Linked DNA regions of Macaca mulatta: region 2 is linked to region 1. The links are chromatin contacts, called in public Hi-C maps. All regions are on one chromosome and are shown on one strand. The core of a region is the stretch at or near the end of the contact, and the rest is flanking DNA. Distances in the headings are between cores, read along the strand shown. Region 1 holds the start of PEX11G (peroxisomal biogenesis factor 11 gamma). Region 2 holds the start of MCOLN1 (mucolipin TRP cation channel 1).

Region 1 (7,946 bases), core at 3,332-5,831:
GTTCGAGACCAGCCTGGCCAACATGGCAAAACCCCATCTCTACTAAAAATACAAAAATTAGCCAGGCATGATGGGGGTGCCTGTAATCCTAGCTACGTGAGGGGCTGAGGCAGAAAAATCATTGCCACCGGAGGTAGAGGTTGCAGTGGGCCGAGATCACGCCACTGCACTCCAGCCTGGGTGACAGAGTGAGACCTTGTCTCAAAAAAAAAAAAAAGAAGCTGACCATGGTGGGTGCCTCTGTGGGGAAAAATTGGAGGCCTGGAAGATCAGGAAGGAGGGAGGTTTTTTAAATTATATCCCCCTTTGGAACGTGTGAACATGTTTGCTATTTTTAAAAATTGAAATCATAACGAGAACATCTGATCCTCTCAAAGAAGAAAGTGAAATTTTTAAAAGTAATAAACTTACCCACGCAGGGAGCACTTTGGGACAAGACTATAAAACGCTCATGGTGGCTCACGCCTGTCATCCCAGCACTCAGGGAGGCTGAGGCAGGAGGACCACCTGAGCCTAGGAGTTCAAGGCTGCAGTGAGCTATGATCTTGCCACTGCACTCCAGCCTGGATGACAGAGCAAGACCCTGTTTCTAAAAAAAAAATTTTCTTTTTTTTGTTTGAGATGGAGTCACTCCATTACCCAGGCTGGAGTGCAGTGGTGCCATCTTGGCTCATGGCAACCTCCACCTCCCAGATTCAAGCGATTCTCCTGCTTCAGCCTCCCAAGTAGCTGGAACTACAGGCGTGTGCCACCACGCCCGGCTAATTTTTGTATTATTAGTAGAGACAGGGTTTTACCGTGTTGGCCTGGCTGGTCTCAAACTCCTGACCTCGTGATCTGCCCACCTTGGCCTCCCAAAGTGCTGGGATTGTAGGCATGAGCCACCGTGAGGGGCCAAAAAAGTTTTTTTAAATGTCCACTCAGATCCACGCCGTATTCCCTAGAGCCCCACAAACCCTGTTACCTGTGCCCCCAGGCCGTATTGCTTAGTGTAGACAAACATGGACAGGTCATCAAAGAGTCGCAAGATGGTCCTGCAGTGGCTGAGTTGGGTGGACACCACCAAGAGACGTGTCCCCACTTCGGACCTGGTGGGACATTGTTCAACCAGGACCCCACCAACCAGCTGGCAGCAGTACCCCAGCACTCGGATCTGTGGGAAACCAGAAGCAGTCAGCGTGGCCCTCCTGTTCTGCAGAACTGAGCTGCATCTCCCCCGACCTGGCCGGGGCCCCACTGGATTGACACTGTGGAAGATTCTTTTTGAAACAGAGTCTCTCACTCTGACGTCCAGACTGGAGTGCAGTGGCGCCATCTTGGCTCACTGCCGCCTCCACCTCCCATGTTCAAGTGAGTCTTGTGCCTTGGTCTCCTAAGTAGCTGGGATTACAGACGCCCACCACCACACTCCGCTAATTTTTGTATTTTTTGTAAAGACAGGGTTTTGCCATGTTGGCTAGGCAGGTCTCAAACTCATGACCTCAAGTGATCCACCTGCCTTAGCCTCCCAAAGTGTGGGAATTACAGGCATGAGACACGGTGCCTGACCCAAGGGTCTGGAAACTTCTAAATCCACAAAGTGACAGTAAAAGCTGAAAGTGTAGGTCGGGGACAGTGGCTCACGCCTGTAACCCCAGCACTTTGAGAGACAGAGGTGAGACGATGCCTTCAGACCAGGAGTTTGAGACCAGCCTGGGCAACATAGCAAGGCCCTGTCTCTACTAAAATTTTTTTAAGTTAACAGGGCATGGTGGCTACTTGGGAGGCTGATGCTGGAGGATCACTTGAGCCCAGGAGTTCCAGACTGCAGCAAGCTTTAATCGTGCTACTGCACTCCAGCCTGGGTGACAGAGCGAGACCTAGTCTCAAAAAAAAAAAAAAAAAAAAAAAAAGCTGAAAGTTTAAAAACATACTTGTAGGTGGGACAAATGAAGAAACATAATTATCCAAAGGTACTGTGGGGAGTGCCTGCTCATGTAACTGAAGGGCACAGCCTTTGGGGACAGATGTGACAGGAACAAAGAAAACAAAACTCCTTACTTCCCACCTCCCAGGTCCTTCTTTTCCCAGGTGGCAGGAAGCTGCAGCTAAAGTGTATATTTACATTTACCTGCCTGGACCAAAGACTTTGGCTGTGCTGAACGCTGGGCGCAGGTGAACAGGTTTCAACCCAGTGAACAATAGGATAATTTGGTTGAATTACTTTAGAGAGAAAGAACCTACTCAGTAGGTGATTTGGAGCCTTGTGAAGTAAGTCATCTTCACTACTCTTATATCTTTCTTTTTTTTTTTTTTTTTTTTTTTTTTGGAGACAGAGTGTCGCTCTGTTCCCCAGGCTGGAGTGCAGAGGTATGAGCTCACTGCAACCTCTGCCTCCCAGGTTCAAGCAATTCTCCTGCCTCAGCCTCCCGGGTAGCTAGGACTACAGGTACCCACCATCACACCCGGCTTTTTTCTTTTTTTTTTTTTTTTGAGACGGAGTTTAGCTCTGTCGCCCAGGCTGGAGTGCAGTCGCGCCATCTTGGCTCACTGCAAGCTCCACCTCCCAGGTTCACGCCATTCTCCTGCCTCAGCCTCCTGAGTAGCTGGGACTACAGGTGGCCGCCACCACGCCCGGCTAATTTTTTGTATTTTTAGTAGAGACAGGGTTTCACCATGTTAGCCAAGATGGTCTCGATCTCCCAACCTCATGATCCACCCGCCTCGGCTTCCAAAAGTGCTGGGATTACAGGCATGAGCCACCGTGCCCGGCCTACACCTGGCTAATTTTTGTATTTTAGTACAGACGTTGTCCAGGCTGGTCTCAAACTCCTGAGCTCAGGCAATCCACCCACCTCAGCCTCCCAAAGTGCTAGGATTACAGGCGTGAGCCATCATGCCCGGCCTCCCTTATATCTTTATTTTACCTGCTTTTCAGAAATTGCTTGTTCCTGTTGTTTTATTTTTACTTGTAATTCCTTTCCGGCCCATTATAACGGCAAAACACTGCAATTTGAATGTCTAACTTGGGGGAGATTTGTTAACCCCCCCCGCCCTCCCCCGCCACACCGAGTCATAAGAGATTTGAATGGAATCTAAATGCCTAGCCACCAGTACACCCCCTAGTACAATCTAAATGTCTACCTATAAGAGACCAGTGGGGACAAGCTAAGAGTCCAGACTCAGGGGCATGGATGGCATAACCTAAATGCTCAACCATATGGGACTTGATTGGAACTTAAAACTGTCTAGCCATAGGGAGAGTCTTACAATATCCTAAATCCCCACATGAGATTGTTTGGGACAATCCAGCGATCAACTACAGTGGCCTGGTCAGATCCTAAATGTCCAAACATGGGAATCTGTTTGGTATGTAAACGTCCAGCTAGGCTGGGTTGGTGCAAACGATCTAAATGACCAACTGGGGTTTTGTTGGAATCCATCACTGCTTAGGCATGGCAGGGTCCAGGACACGGTGGGTTCTTTGGTCTACGCTGGCTGAAAAAACCTAAATGCCCACCTATAGGTGATCTGGTTGGAAATGAATGTCCAGCCACAGGGGAGCCCTGCAACACCCCAAATCCCAACATGAGATTGTTCAGGACAACGCAGGGACTGACTTCAGTGGTCTGGTCAGATCCAAAACGTCCAAACACGAGAATCTGGCCAGTGTGTCAATGTCCGGCCAGGCTGGGTTGACAGAAATGATCTTAATGTCCAACGTTGGCCGGGCGCGGTGGCTCACGCCTGTAATCCCAGCACTTTGGGAGGCCGAGGCAGGAGGATCACTTGAGGTGAGGAGATCGAGACCATCCTGGCTAACACGGTGAAACCCCCGTCTCTACTAAAATTACAAAAAATTAGCAGGGCGTGGTGGAGGGCGCCTGTAGTCCCAGCTACTCGGGGGACTGAGGCAGGAGAATCGCTTGAACCCGGGAGGCGGAGGCTGCAGTGAGCTGAGATCCGGTCACTGCACTCCAGCCTAAATAAATAAATAAATGTCCAATGCTAGGTCACCGCGTTTGAGCCTAGCTCGGACGCGGCTTCTGCGACGGAGTATCTTGGGCGACTCTTTCCCCTCTCTGGCCTGTTTCCCCGTCTCTGAGCTTGGGCCAAACTCTAGGCCCTCCGGCCCCGGTCCGCCCCTTCCTCACCAGGCGGTCCCGGCCCCTGTACGACTCCAGCGCCGACGCCAGGCCGCTCAGCGACGCCATGGCAACTCCGTGACGTCACCGCGACGTCGGCGCGTCGCACCAGGGGGCGGGGCCAGGCCGGGGTCCCGGGAGCGCCCCAAAGGCCTGCGCGCAGGCGCGGTCGCAGGCCTTTGTCCCCGGTCCGGCTTCTTGTCCGCTGTAGGGGAGGGACAGAGTTTGCAGAGGTGGGGACGACACGTGTGTGCTTTCCAAGCCTGCAGACCCCGGATGATCCTCGGAGCTTGCTGCATTCGGCCCCACGGCGGTTTGGCCAACTACCCACGCACAAAAAAGTATATTTCCAAGTTTAACCAGCTACCCACACGCTCCCAAAATACTCCAAGCAAAACCACCAACCTGTTAGCAATGGCTCAAGGAGAGATTTTCCTTTTTAATTTTTGTGCTTCACCTTTTCTGCACTGTCTGCTTGCTTGTGGTGAGCAGGAATGACTGCTGTAATATCACAACAAGGCATCTTTCGACGTTAAGGAAATGCATAGAATTGTTCTAGAATGCACAAGAACTGTAACTGGACTTTCTCCAGAAAAGGTAACCCGCGTGATTGGGGAAAATATTACATTTTCACCTTTATGCCATTTTGTAGCTGTTAAATTTTGTGCAATATGCTTGTATCATCTCGTGGAAAAAAAGTCAAATACCATTTTCACCCGTTTTTGTTTGTTATTGAGGTAAAATTCGCACAAGATGAAATTAACCATTTAAAAATGCACAATGTTTGGCCAAGCGCGTTGGCTCGCTCCTGTAATCCCAGCACTTTGGGAGGATCACCTGAGGTCAGGAGTTCGAGACCAGCCTGGCCAAGATGGTGAAACCCCCATCCCTACAAATATACAAAAAAAAAAAAAAAAAAAAAAAAATTAGCCAGGCATGATGGCCGGCGCCTGTAATCCCAGCTACTTGGGAGGCTGAGGCGGAAGAATCGGTTGAACCCTGGAGGCGGAGGTTGCAGTGAGCCAAGATCAGGCCATTGCACTCCAGCCTGGGAGAGAGAGAGACTCCGTCTCAAAAAATAAAATAAATAAAAAATAAGACCGGGCTCGGTGGCTCACGCCTGTAACCCCAGGACTTTGGGAGGCCCAGGTGGGCGGATCACGAGGTCAGGAGATCTAGACCATCCTGGCTAACACAGTGAAACCCCATCTCTACTAAAAATACAAAAAAATAAGTAGGCATGGTGGCCGGCGCCTGTAGTCTCAGCTACTTGGGAGGCTGAGGCAGGAGAATGGCGTGAACTCGGGAGGCGGAGCTTGCAGTGAGCCGAGATCGGGCCACTGCACTCCAGCCTGGGCGACAGAGCGAGACTCTGCCTCAAAATAAATAAATAAAAAAAAATAAAAATGCACAATTCAATGACATTTAGTACATGCCCATGTTGTACAACCATCACCCTTTGCTAGTTTCAGAGTATTTTTATCACCCTGAAAAGAGACCCCCGTAGGAGACCAGCATATGCCACTCTGAAATACGCGACTTTGGTATAGGATTATTTTGAGCTGAGATCAATGGAGCTGATACTGGAAAAGCTCTCTGCTTTTCCCTGATTTGCCTCAAAGCAGGACCTAAATGTACAAAGGTGCCCTCCTCCCCTCTCTACCGGGAAGGACAAAGGTTGATTTATCACCAGGGACACCTTTAGACTCTTGTCTGAGACGTCTTTTTTTTTTTCTTTCTTTCTTTTTTTTTTTTTTTTTTTTTTTTGAGACGGAGTCTCGCTCTGTCACCCAGGCTGGAGTACAGTGGCCGGATCTCAGCTCACTGCAAGCTCCGCCTCCCGGGTTTACGCCATTCTACTGCCTCAGCCTCCCGAGTAGCTGGGACTACAGGCGCCCGCCACCACGCCCGGCTAATTTTTTGTATTTTTTTAGTAGAGACGGGGTTTCACCGTGTTAGCCCGGATGGTCTTGATCTCCTGACCTCGTGATCCGCCCGTCTCGGCCTCCCAAAGTGCTGGGATTACAGGCTTGAGCCACCGCGCCCGGCCTTTTTTTTTTTTTTCTTTGAGAGGGAGTCTTGCTCTGTTCCCAAACCTAGAGTGCAGTAGCGCCATCTCTGCTCACTGCATCCTCTGCTTCCCTGGTTCAAGCAATTCTCCTGCCTCGGCTTCCCGAGTAGCTGGGATCACAGGTGTGCACCACTGTGCCCGGCTAATTTTTGTATTTTTGGTAGAGTCGGGGTTTCACCACATTGGCCAGGCTGGTCTCAAATTCCTGGCCTCAAGTGATCTCCCCGCCTCGGCCTCCCAAAGTGCCGGGATTACAGGCATGAGCCACTGCACCCGGCCTCAATGTCTTTTTCCTTCGTCTTGTCACTTCTCCCAACATTTGCTGCTCTATGTTGAAAGTGCTATCTAAGGCCGGGCGCGGTGGCTCACGCCTGTAATCCCAGCACTTTGGGAGGCCGAGACGGGCAGATCACGAGGTCAGGAGATCGAGACCATCCTGGCTAACACGGTGAAACCCCATCTCTATTAAAAAATACAAAAAAAAAAAACCTAGCCGGGCGAGGTGGCGGGCGCCTGTAGTCCCAGCTACTCAGGAGGCTGAGGCCAGAGAATGGCGTGAACCCGGGAGGCGGAGCTTGCAGTGAGCTGAGATCCGGCCACTGCACTCCAGCCTGGGCGACAGAGCGAGACTCCGTCTCAAAAAAAAAAAAAAAAGAAAGAAAGTGCTATCTAAGCAGGAGTTATATAAGCTATATAAGCCACCTCATTTCTCTTGGCATCTCCCATGTATACATAAGGTATACATGTTAATAAATTTGTTTTTCCCTTGTTAATTCTTTTTTTTTTTTTTTTTTTTTGAGACAGGGTCTCACTCTGGGAGGAACCAAATGTGTAGATGTGAGGCCACCACATGTGTGCTCTCTGGGTCCGAGGACCCAGGATGATCCCCAGAGCTTGCTACATTCTGCCCCATGGTAGCATGACCAACTACCCACAAAAAAGGGTAGAGTGCAGTGGCACGATCTTAACTCACTGCAGCCTTGAACTCCTGGGATCAAGCGATCCTCCCACCTCAGCCTCCTGAGTAGCTGGGACCACAGGTGTCCGCCACCACGAGTGGCTAATTTCTTTTTATTTTTTGTAGAAATGGAGTCTCACCGTGTTACCAAGGCTGGCCTTGAGCCCTGGGCTTAAGCAGTCTTCCCACCTCGACCTTCCAAAGTGCTGGAACTACAGGTGTGAACCACTGCGCCTGCCCCTGTTAATTCTTTCATTGCAAGGATCCATCACAGCTAAGAATTAAGAATAAAGCAAAAAGTATTTTTCCTCCTCTACACCCTGTTCCCATAAAGCAATCACTCAATTCCTCCCTCCTCCCAGCCCCTGCAACCACTAATCTGCATTCTCTGCTGTCTCTATTTTTACCTCTTCTTGATTTTTTTTTTTTTTTTTTTTTTTTTGAGACAGAATCTCACTCTGTTGCCCAGGCTGGAGTACAGTGGCGTGATCTCAGCTTACTGCAGCCTCTGCCTCCCGGGTTCAAGCAATTCTCCTGCCTCGGCCTCCCAAGTGGCTGAGAGTACAGGTGCGTGCCACCACACCCAGCTAATTTTTGCATTTTTAGTAGAGACAGATTTCACGATGTTGGCCAGGCTGGTCTTGAACTCTTGACCTCAAGGGATCTGCCCGCCTCGGCCTTCCAAAGTGCTGGGATTACAGGCATGAGCCACTATTCCTGGCCTTCTTGATATTTCATACAAATGGAATCATACAATATGTGACCATATGTGTTGGCCTCTTCCACCAAGCAT
Region 2 (7,946 bases), core at 2,091-4,590, 36 kb after region 1:
ATCTGGACCCCGACGCCGAAGCTCCGGGCTCGGAACCCCAAGATCCCGACCCCATGTCTTCGAGTTTCGACCTCGATCCAGATGTGATTGGCCCCGTACCCCTGATTCTCGATCCTAACAGCGACACCCTCAGCCCCGGCGATCCAAACGTGGACCCCATCTCCCCTGGCCTCACTGCCACCCCCCAGGTCTTGGCCACCAGCCCCGCGGTGCTCCCCGCCCCCGCCAGCCCGCCCCGGCCCTTCTCCTGCCCGGATTGCGGGCGAGCCTTCCGCCGCAGCTCCGGGCTGAGCCAGCATCGCCGCACCCACAGCGGTGAGAAGCCGTACCGCTGCCCCGACTGCGGGAAGTCCTTCAGCCACGGTGCCACCCTGGCGCAGCACCGTGGCATCCACACCGGGGCGCGGCCGTACCAGTGCGCGGCATGCGGCAAGGCCTTCGGCTGGCGCTCCACGCTGCTGAAACATCGCAGCAGCCACAGCGGGGAGAAGCCGCACCACTGCCCGGTGTGTGGCAAGGCCTTCGGGCACGGCTCGCTCCTGGCGCAGCACCTGCGCACGCACGGCGGCCCGAGGCCCCACAAGTGCCCGGTGTGCGCCAAGGGCTTCGGCCAGGGCTCTGCGCTCCTCAAACACCTGCGCACGCACACGGGCGAGCGGCCCTACCCGTGTCCGCAGTGCGGCAAGGCCTTCGGGCAGAGCTCGGCGCTGCTGCAGCACCAGCGCACACACACGGCCGAACGCCCCTACCGCTGCCCCCACTGCGGCAAAGCCTTCGGGCAGAGCTCCAACTTGCAACACCACCTGCGCATCCACACGGGCGAGCGGCCCTACGCCTGCCCGCACTGCTCCAAGGCCTTCGGGCAGAGCTCAGCGCTGCTCCAGCACCTGCACGTGCATTCGGGCGAGCGTCCCTATCGCTGTCAGCTCTGCGGGAAGGCCTTTGGCCAGGCCTCCAGCCTCACCAAGCACAAACGGGTGCATGAGGGTGCAGCCGCTGCTGCAGCTGCCGCGGCTGCCGCAGCTGCAGCAGCGGCGGCCGGCCTGGGCCTAGGGCCTGGCCTAAGCCCTGCATCCATGATGAGGCCGGGGCAGGTCTCCCTCCTGGGTTCTGATGCTGTTTCTGTGCTCGGCTCTGGCTTGGGCCTCAGCTCTGGCACCAGCTCTGGCCGTAGCTCTGACCCTGGCTCCGGGCCGGGCACTCTGCCGGATCCCAGCTCCAAACCCCTCCCCCGCTCCAGATCCACCCCCAGCCCTACTCCTGTGGAATCTTCTGACCCGAAGGCTGGGCACGACGCTGGTCCTGACCTTGTGCCCAGCCCAGACCCTGATCCTGCGCCCAGCCCAGACCCTGATCCTGTGCCCAGCCCTGATCCCAACCCTGTGTCCCACCCTGACCCCTGCTCTCCCACTGGTGACACTGTCAGCCCAGCCCTCCCTACCGGCGAGAGTCCAGAGTGGGTACAGGAGCAAGGGGCACTGCTGGGGCCTGATGGCTGAAGGGGACTCCGGCATCCTCCAGGGCCTGGGGAAGTTGTGTGTTGTGCAGTTAGTAAAATCCTCCCACTGCCTCCGGCTTCTGTGTCGTGGCTTGCCGTTTGTGCTTTCTTTCTGAGCACAGCCCCTTGCTCCAGAGATGGGACAGTGTGGCCAGGGCCAGCCACGATCTGGAGCTCCAGTGTCCTGGCTTCCTTCTTAGGCCCTGGAGTCCCACCAGCTAGACTTTCCAGTTTAACCCACAATGCCTCACCCTGGTCCATCCCACTAGTCACCACTCTTTGTTCCCCTCACTTACCCCTTGCTCTTCAAAGCCCACACAGTAGGCACACAAGTGGACAAAAAGAGGCTGCTCATGTACGCAATCAACAAACATCTCTGGATTGCTGGGGTCTCTGCAGGAAGCAGAAAAACAGGTTGCTCATTTATGCAATCAACAAACATCTCTGGATTGCTGGGGTCTCAGCAGGGAACAAGATAAGTATGGCCTCGACCTGCACGGAGCTCGCAGATATTAAATCCAGAATACTTAAAAAATAATTACAGGGTATGGTATATTCTAGGAGAAGCATAACAAGACTTCTGATATAAATGGTAGGCAGTTTTCTCAATGAAGGATTTTATAATCCCAATAATCACTAACTTAATAATCAGTACTGTTTGCCCAGCCTTATGCAATAGCTTTTGCATTCTCTCATTTAATCTTCTCAACAGTCCCAGGAGGTAGACGACTTTGATTGAATCTCCGCATTTTGCAAATGAGAAAATTGAGGCACATATGTATATGTTTTTTGTTTGTTTTGTTTTGTTTTAGACAGTCTTGCTCTGTTGCCCAGGCTGGAGTGCAGTGGTGTGGTCATAGTCACTGCAACCTCGACCTCCTGGGCTCAAGCGATCCTCCCACCTTAGCCTCCTGAGTAGCTGGGATTGCAGGTGCATGCCACCACCCACTGCGCTCAGCTTGGAGTTGAAGGGACTTTGGAAGATGTAGAAGTGGCATTTGTCAGTGCCTAGATTTAAATCCCAATTGCCCTCCAGAGTCCAAATTCTTAACCATTACGCTCCAGGGCAAAAGTTTGCAAAGGCTCTGGCACTATAGAAAGATGAGCTTTGGGTGGAGGTAGGGGCCAAATCAGAGGGCCCTGATAGACGAGAGTGGGGACTCTGCCTGTCAGTCCAGAGCAATGGGAAGCCGAGGGCAGGTTCTCGCAGGACGGATAGGCAGTATTCTTTGAAGATGCTTGTGGCTGCTGGGCCGAGAGTGGAGTGGAGGGAGGCTGAGATCGGGGAGGAGGTTGCTGCAAAGATCCAGGCCAGGAATGTTGGAAGACTCTGGGCTGGGGGCCATAGGGGTGGGGATAAGTGGTTCTATTTGATATATAATTAGGAAATCGTGTTTGCTGAAGATCCGCAGGAGAAGGGTAAAAGGAGTTTCTGGGAGAAAGAAAGCGTTGAGAGAGTACGCAGGGTCATCACCAGGCACCAACGAGGATAAGGGGTCAAGCTCTGGACATGGAAGTCACGAGCCTGGCACCGGATTCGGGGGACGGCCGGGAGCCAGGGCGGAGCTCGTCGCTGCCAAGCTCAGAGTCAGCCCATCCCCCGCCACCCAGAGCACGTCGGCGCTAGGACCTGGCGACTGCCTTCGACCCAGAGGGCGCCCGTCGAGGCACGCATGCGCGCTGTTCCGGCAGGCGTTGTCGTGGCGCAGGGGGCGGGACCAGAGGCGGTCACGTGAGGGGCCCTGGGCTACGGGGTCACGTGACCGAGGCACCGATCAGCTGATGCCGGAGGGTTTGAAGCCGCGCCGCGAGGGAGCGAGGTCGCAGTGACAGCGGCGGGCGATCGGACCCAGGCTGCCCCGCGGTACCCGCCTGCGTCGTGCGCACCCGCCCCAGCATGACAGACCCGGCGGGTCCGCGCGGCTCAGGTGAGGGCGCGGGCGGCACCGTGGGGCCCGGAACTCAGGCGGGCGGGCTGCTTCTCCGACCTGGGGCGGCGGAGCTCCCAGTCTCTTTTTTTCTAAGCTCCAGCGCTGACTTTTCAGCCTCCCCACGGTGGAGAAATGGGCAGACGGCTCCTAGAACTTGGGCGGCGGGTGGGCACCAGCCTCTCCGATTCTCCCTCCTGAAGCCAGGCTATGCTGGGTTCCCAAACTCAAGCAGCGATCGCGCCGGGCCGCCAGCTTCTCCCTTTGGGGCGGCGAGGTTCCTGGGATTTCCACTGGGAGCCTAGGTTCCGATTGCTCAACTTCGGCTGGAACTCAGACAGCGGGCACCAGCTTCTCCAACCCGCGCGTGAGACTCCCAGCCTTCCCCTCCCGATTCCAGGAGACAAATGCTCAGCTACCCTAAACTCAAGCGGGGAGAGCTGGAGGGATTACTCCCAGGAGATTAACTCAGTTTTAGCTTTGCAAACCTGGGGAAGCGCAGCCTTCTTAAATTCGGTCTTCCAGCCAATTCTGATGCCACCCCTTCTCGGGGAGGCTAGAGGAAGACCCCTTGTGTTAGCTTCCCCTTCTGGAGCTAGCTGGGGACCCCTACCTGATAGGTGTCCCGGGGTCCCAGCTAGTAGGGTCTGGGGTGGGTTAGCTGTAATCTCAGCTCTGTAGGCGGGCCCTGCTCTCTGACTTTGTGGTAAACAGCCACAGCAGCATCCCATTACAAAGGGAGGGGCCGGGAACTTGTCCCTCTCTGCATGGGAGGTTCTGACAGTGCACACATTTATCCTGACAGCTTTGCTAGGCAGGGGGCCAGGCCCTAGAAAGCACATCCCCATGGGGGTGTGACAGGGAGTTCTGGGCTACTGTGACCGGTTTGGACTCCAGCAGTTGCTGAAACCTTAGATCTCACAGTTAGGCTGGAAAAAAAATAAAATAGTGATTAGAACAGCTTGTGTTTGCGGAAAGGTCTTTATCTGCTGTGTCTCACTGAATTCTCAGAGCAGCTTCAGGATCTCAACCTCAGGGCTCAGGGGGAGGGTGGACTTTTTTTTGAGACTTTTTTTTTGTTGTTACCCGGGCTGTAGTGCAGTGGCATAATCCTAGCTCATTGTAACATTGAACTCCTGGGTTCAAGTGACCTCCCAACTCAGCCTCCCAGGTAGAAGGAGTCCCAGCTACTAACTACGGGCATGAGCTGTCACCACACCTGACTATTTAAATTTTTTTTTTTTTTTTTTTTTTTTTGTAGAGAGGGAGGTCTCGCTGTATAACCTAGGCTGGTCTCAAACTCTGGGCTCAAGCAATCATCCCACCTTGGCCTCCCAAAGCCGTTGGGATAACAGGATGAGCCACTGAGCCCAGCCAAGGGGTAGCCTTTATAAAATTTCCACTCTTCAAATGAGGAGATGGAGGCTCAGGGTGGTACCTGGAGTCACCCTACTGGAAAGTGGCAGGTCTAGGATTTGATGCTAGGGCTGCATGATTTCCAGGAGCTAGTGCTTTTCAGGGAGATAAAATGAGTCTTTAGCAAATGTGTTCCATTATTATTACTTACATTGTCAATTACCCCTTCTCCAGGTCTTTGGCTTCTGAGAGTGTCAGCTGATAGGCCAGGTTATAATGAACCCAGAGGTCATCTTTTGGGTATCTGTCCAGACAAACCTAGAATACAGGCTGAGTTCTATGCTCATGTCCGGAACCTGGAGCTGGGATGAGCCCAGGAGCCTTGGATGCCCAGTGAAAAGCCGGTGGGAGCAGTTCATTCTCTCCCCACAGATCAGTAACGAGAACATTGATGAAACGTTCTGACGTTCACCATGGACCGGCCCCTGTGATCAATGCTTCATAAGCATCCAGTCCTTAGCGTTCCCATGAGACATGATTACTACCCCATTTTGCAGATGAGGAAACTGAGACTCAGAGAGCTGGTGAGCAGGAGGGGCAGGAATCAGCCCAGGCCCTGTACCTCCTGAACCCCAGCTCATAATCTCTGAGCAGGACTGGTGCATAGATACAGACAACGTTGCAGGTTTTCTGGTTTTCTTTAGACCTCTCAGAACTCTTCCTTGGCAGGAGCATGGGGACATGAAGATAGGGTGTGTGCTGCCTTCCTGGTTGGATAAAGGGGAAAAGGGGAGTTGCCCAGCCCTCACCCCAGCACCCTCTCCTATTCCCACAGAGACCGAGCGGCTTCTGACTCCCAACCCCGGGTATGGGACCCAGGTGGGGCCTTCGCCGGCCCCTCCGACACCCCCAGAAGAGGAAGACCTTCGCCGTCGTCTCAAATACTTTTTCATGAGTCCCTGCGACAAGTTTCGAGCCAAGGGCCGCAAGCCCTGCAAGCTGATGCTGCAGGTGGTCAAGATCCTGGTGGTCACGGTGCAGGTGAGGACAGCCAAGCAGGGGCCCCAGCCGAAGGCCACCTGTGGCTGCTGTGCTTCTTGAAGAAGCGTCTTAAAGCAGCACTTTGGGAGGCTGAGGCCGGTAATCACTTGAGGCTGGGAGTTCAAGACCAGTCTGGCCAGCATGATGAAACCCCATCTCTACTAAAAATACAAAAAAAATTAGCCATGCATGGTGGCAGGTGCCTGTAATCCCAGCTACTTGGGAGGCCGAGGCAGGAGAATCGCTTGAACTGGGAGGTGGAGGTTGCCGTGAGCTGAAATCGTGCCACTGCACTCCAGCCTGGGCAACAGAGCAAGACTCTGTCTCAAAAAAAAAAAAAAAAAAAAAAGCTACCTCTGAGGCTCAGAGAGGTTAAGAGACTTGTCCAAAGTCACACAGCAACAGAACATTGGCAGCTGGGATTTGAACCCAGGCAGTCTGACACCATGTTGACCCACTGGCTGCACAGACAGTTGGCTCTCCCTTCCCCATGCCAGACCCTGTGCTGGGCTCTGGGAGCCCCAAGATGAATCAGACCCAGCCACTGCTCTAAGTGCTTGCTTCATGTCTTGGGCTGACCTTAGCGTGTCACCATGCCTCTAATTTTCCCTCGGAAAAGGGACCCAATTGGCCAGGCATGGTGGCTCATGCCTATAATCCCAGCACTTTGGGAGGCTGAGGTGGACGGATCATTTGAGGCCAGGAGTTTCAGACAGCCTGGCCAACATTGCAAAGCCCCGTCTCTACTGCAAATACAAAAATTAGCTGGGTGTGATGGCAGGTGCCTGTAACTCAGCTACTCAGGAGGCCGAGACAGGAGAATTTCTTGAACCTGGGAGGTGAAGGTTGTAGTGAGCTGAGATCATACCACAGCACTCCAGCTTGGGCAACAGAGTGAGACTCTGTCTCAAAAAAAAAAAAAAAAGAAAAAAAGAAAAGGCTGGGTACAGTGGCTCACACCTGTAATCCTAGCACTTTGGGAGGCTGAGGCGGGCGGATCATGAGGTCAGGAGATCGAGACCATCCTGGCTAACACGGTGAAACCCTGCCTCTACTGAAAATACAGAAGATAAGCTGGGTGTGGTGGCAGGTGCCTGCAGTCCCAGCTACTCGGGAGGCTGAGGCAGGAGAATGGTGAGAACCCGGGAGGCGGAGCTTGCAGTAAGCCGAAATCATGCCACTGCACTCCAGCCTGGGCGAGAGAGCGAGACTCCATCTCAAAAAAAAAAAAAAAAAAAAAAGAAAGAAAAGAAAAGGAATCCAGTCATGGTACTTACCCTGAAAGTTTGGGTTTAACACAGAATCCGACATCCAGTAAACATTTAATGGACATTAGTCCCTGCAGTGATATATATGAGTGCCCATCCTGTGATGTATGGGGGAGGACACAGTGGTCGGCGTGACATGGAGCTTATGCCAGGAGTTGGGGTGAAATTAAAGCAAAGAAATGCACAAGTGAAATCCGTGTCTGTGGCCCAAGTTAGCAGGGCCCTGCCCCCACCAGTGGACATCTCTAGGGCCCTCCCTGTCCTCTTCCTCTGCCTATGCCCCAAGGGAGATATCCCCCAATCCCCATCCTAGCCATGCCAACCTCCGCTACCCTCTCCCCAGCTCATCCTGTTTGGGCTCAGTAATCAGCTGGCTGTGACATTCCGGGAAGAGAACACCATTGCCTTCCGACACCTCTTCCTGCTGGGCTACTCGGACGGGGCGGATGACACCTTCGCAGCCTACACGCAGGAGCAGCTGTACCAGGCCATCTTCCATGCTGTGGACCAGGTGCTGGTGGGCGGGCAGGTGCAGGTGGGCGGGCAGGTGCAGGTGCGCAGGCTGCAGAGAGTGGGCCGGACTCACAGGCCCTCCCCTTCTCTGCCCACAGTACCTGGCGTTGCCTGACGTGTCACTGGGCCGGTATGCGTATGTCCATGGCGGGGGTGACCCTTGGACCAATGGCTCAGGGCTTGCTCTCTGCCAGCGGTACTACCACCGAGGCCATGTGGACCCGGCCAACGACACATTTGACATTGATCCAATGGTGGTTACTGGTGAGTGGGCAGGGTGGGGCTTCACTGTTTGGGGCCTGAGCTGCTGGGATTAAAATCAACAGCTGTGGCTGGGCACGG

The links. Hi-C and Micro-C count contacts between places; a contact is called where the count stands out from the background.
Region 2: a Hi-C map of liver shows a contact between it and region 1, with 1.8 times the contacts expected there. The contact joins the promoter of MCOLN1 here to the promoter of PEX11G in region 1. A contact is called at or near these places in 2 of 14 Hi-C or Micro-C datasets (cortical neurons and liver).

The regions. Positions count from the first base shown.
Region 1 is chr19:8,377,518-8,385,463 of T2T-MMU8v2.0, forward strand. It overlaps PEX11G (peroxisomal biogenesis factor 11 gamma), which reads right to left and starts at 4,582. Exons shown (of 5, transcript XM_015122671.3): 1 at 4,530-4,582; 2 at 965-1,153. The coding sequence starts at 1,003. It overlaps SAXO5 (stabilizer of axonemal microtubules 5), which reads left to right and starts at 4,335. Exons shown (of 9, transcript XM_028839561.2): 1 at 4,335-4,721. The coding sequence starts at 4,685.
Region 2 is chr19:8,414,335-8,422,280 of T2T-MMU8v2.0, forward strand. It overlaps MCOLN1 (mucolipin TRP cation channel 1), which reads left to right and starts at 3,341. Exons shown (of 14, transcript NM_001260540.1): 1 at 3,341-3,426; 2 at 5,618-5,823; 3 at 7,435-7,602; 4 at 7,703-7,868. The coding sequence starts at 3,396. LOC144337053 (a long non-coding RNA gene) reads right to left here and starts at 5,664. Exons shown (of 2, transcript XR_013409676.1): 1 at 4,728-5,664; 2 at 3,270-4,562. It overlaps ZNF358 (zinc finger protein 358), which reads left to right. Exons shown (of 2, transcript XM_077979750.1): 2 at 1-1,575. The coding sequence ends at 1,499.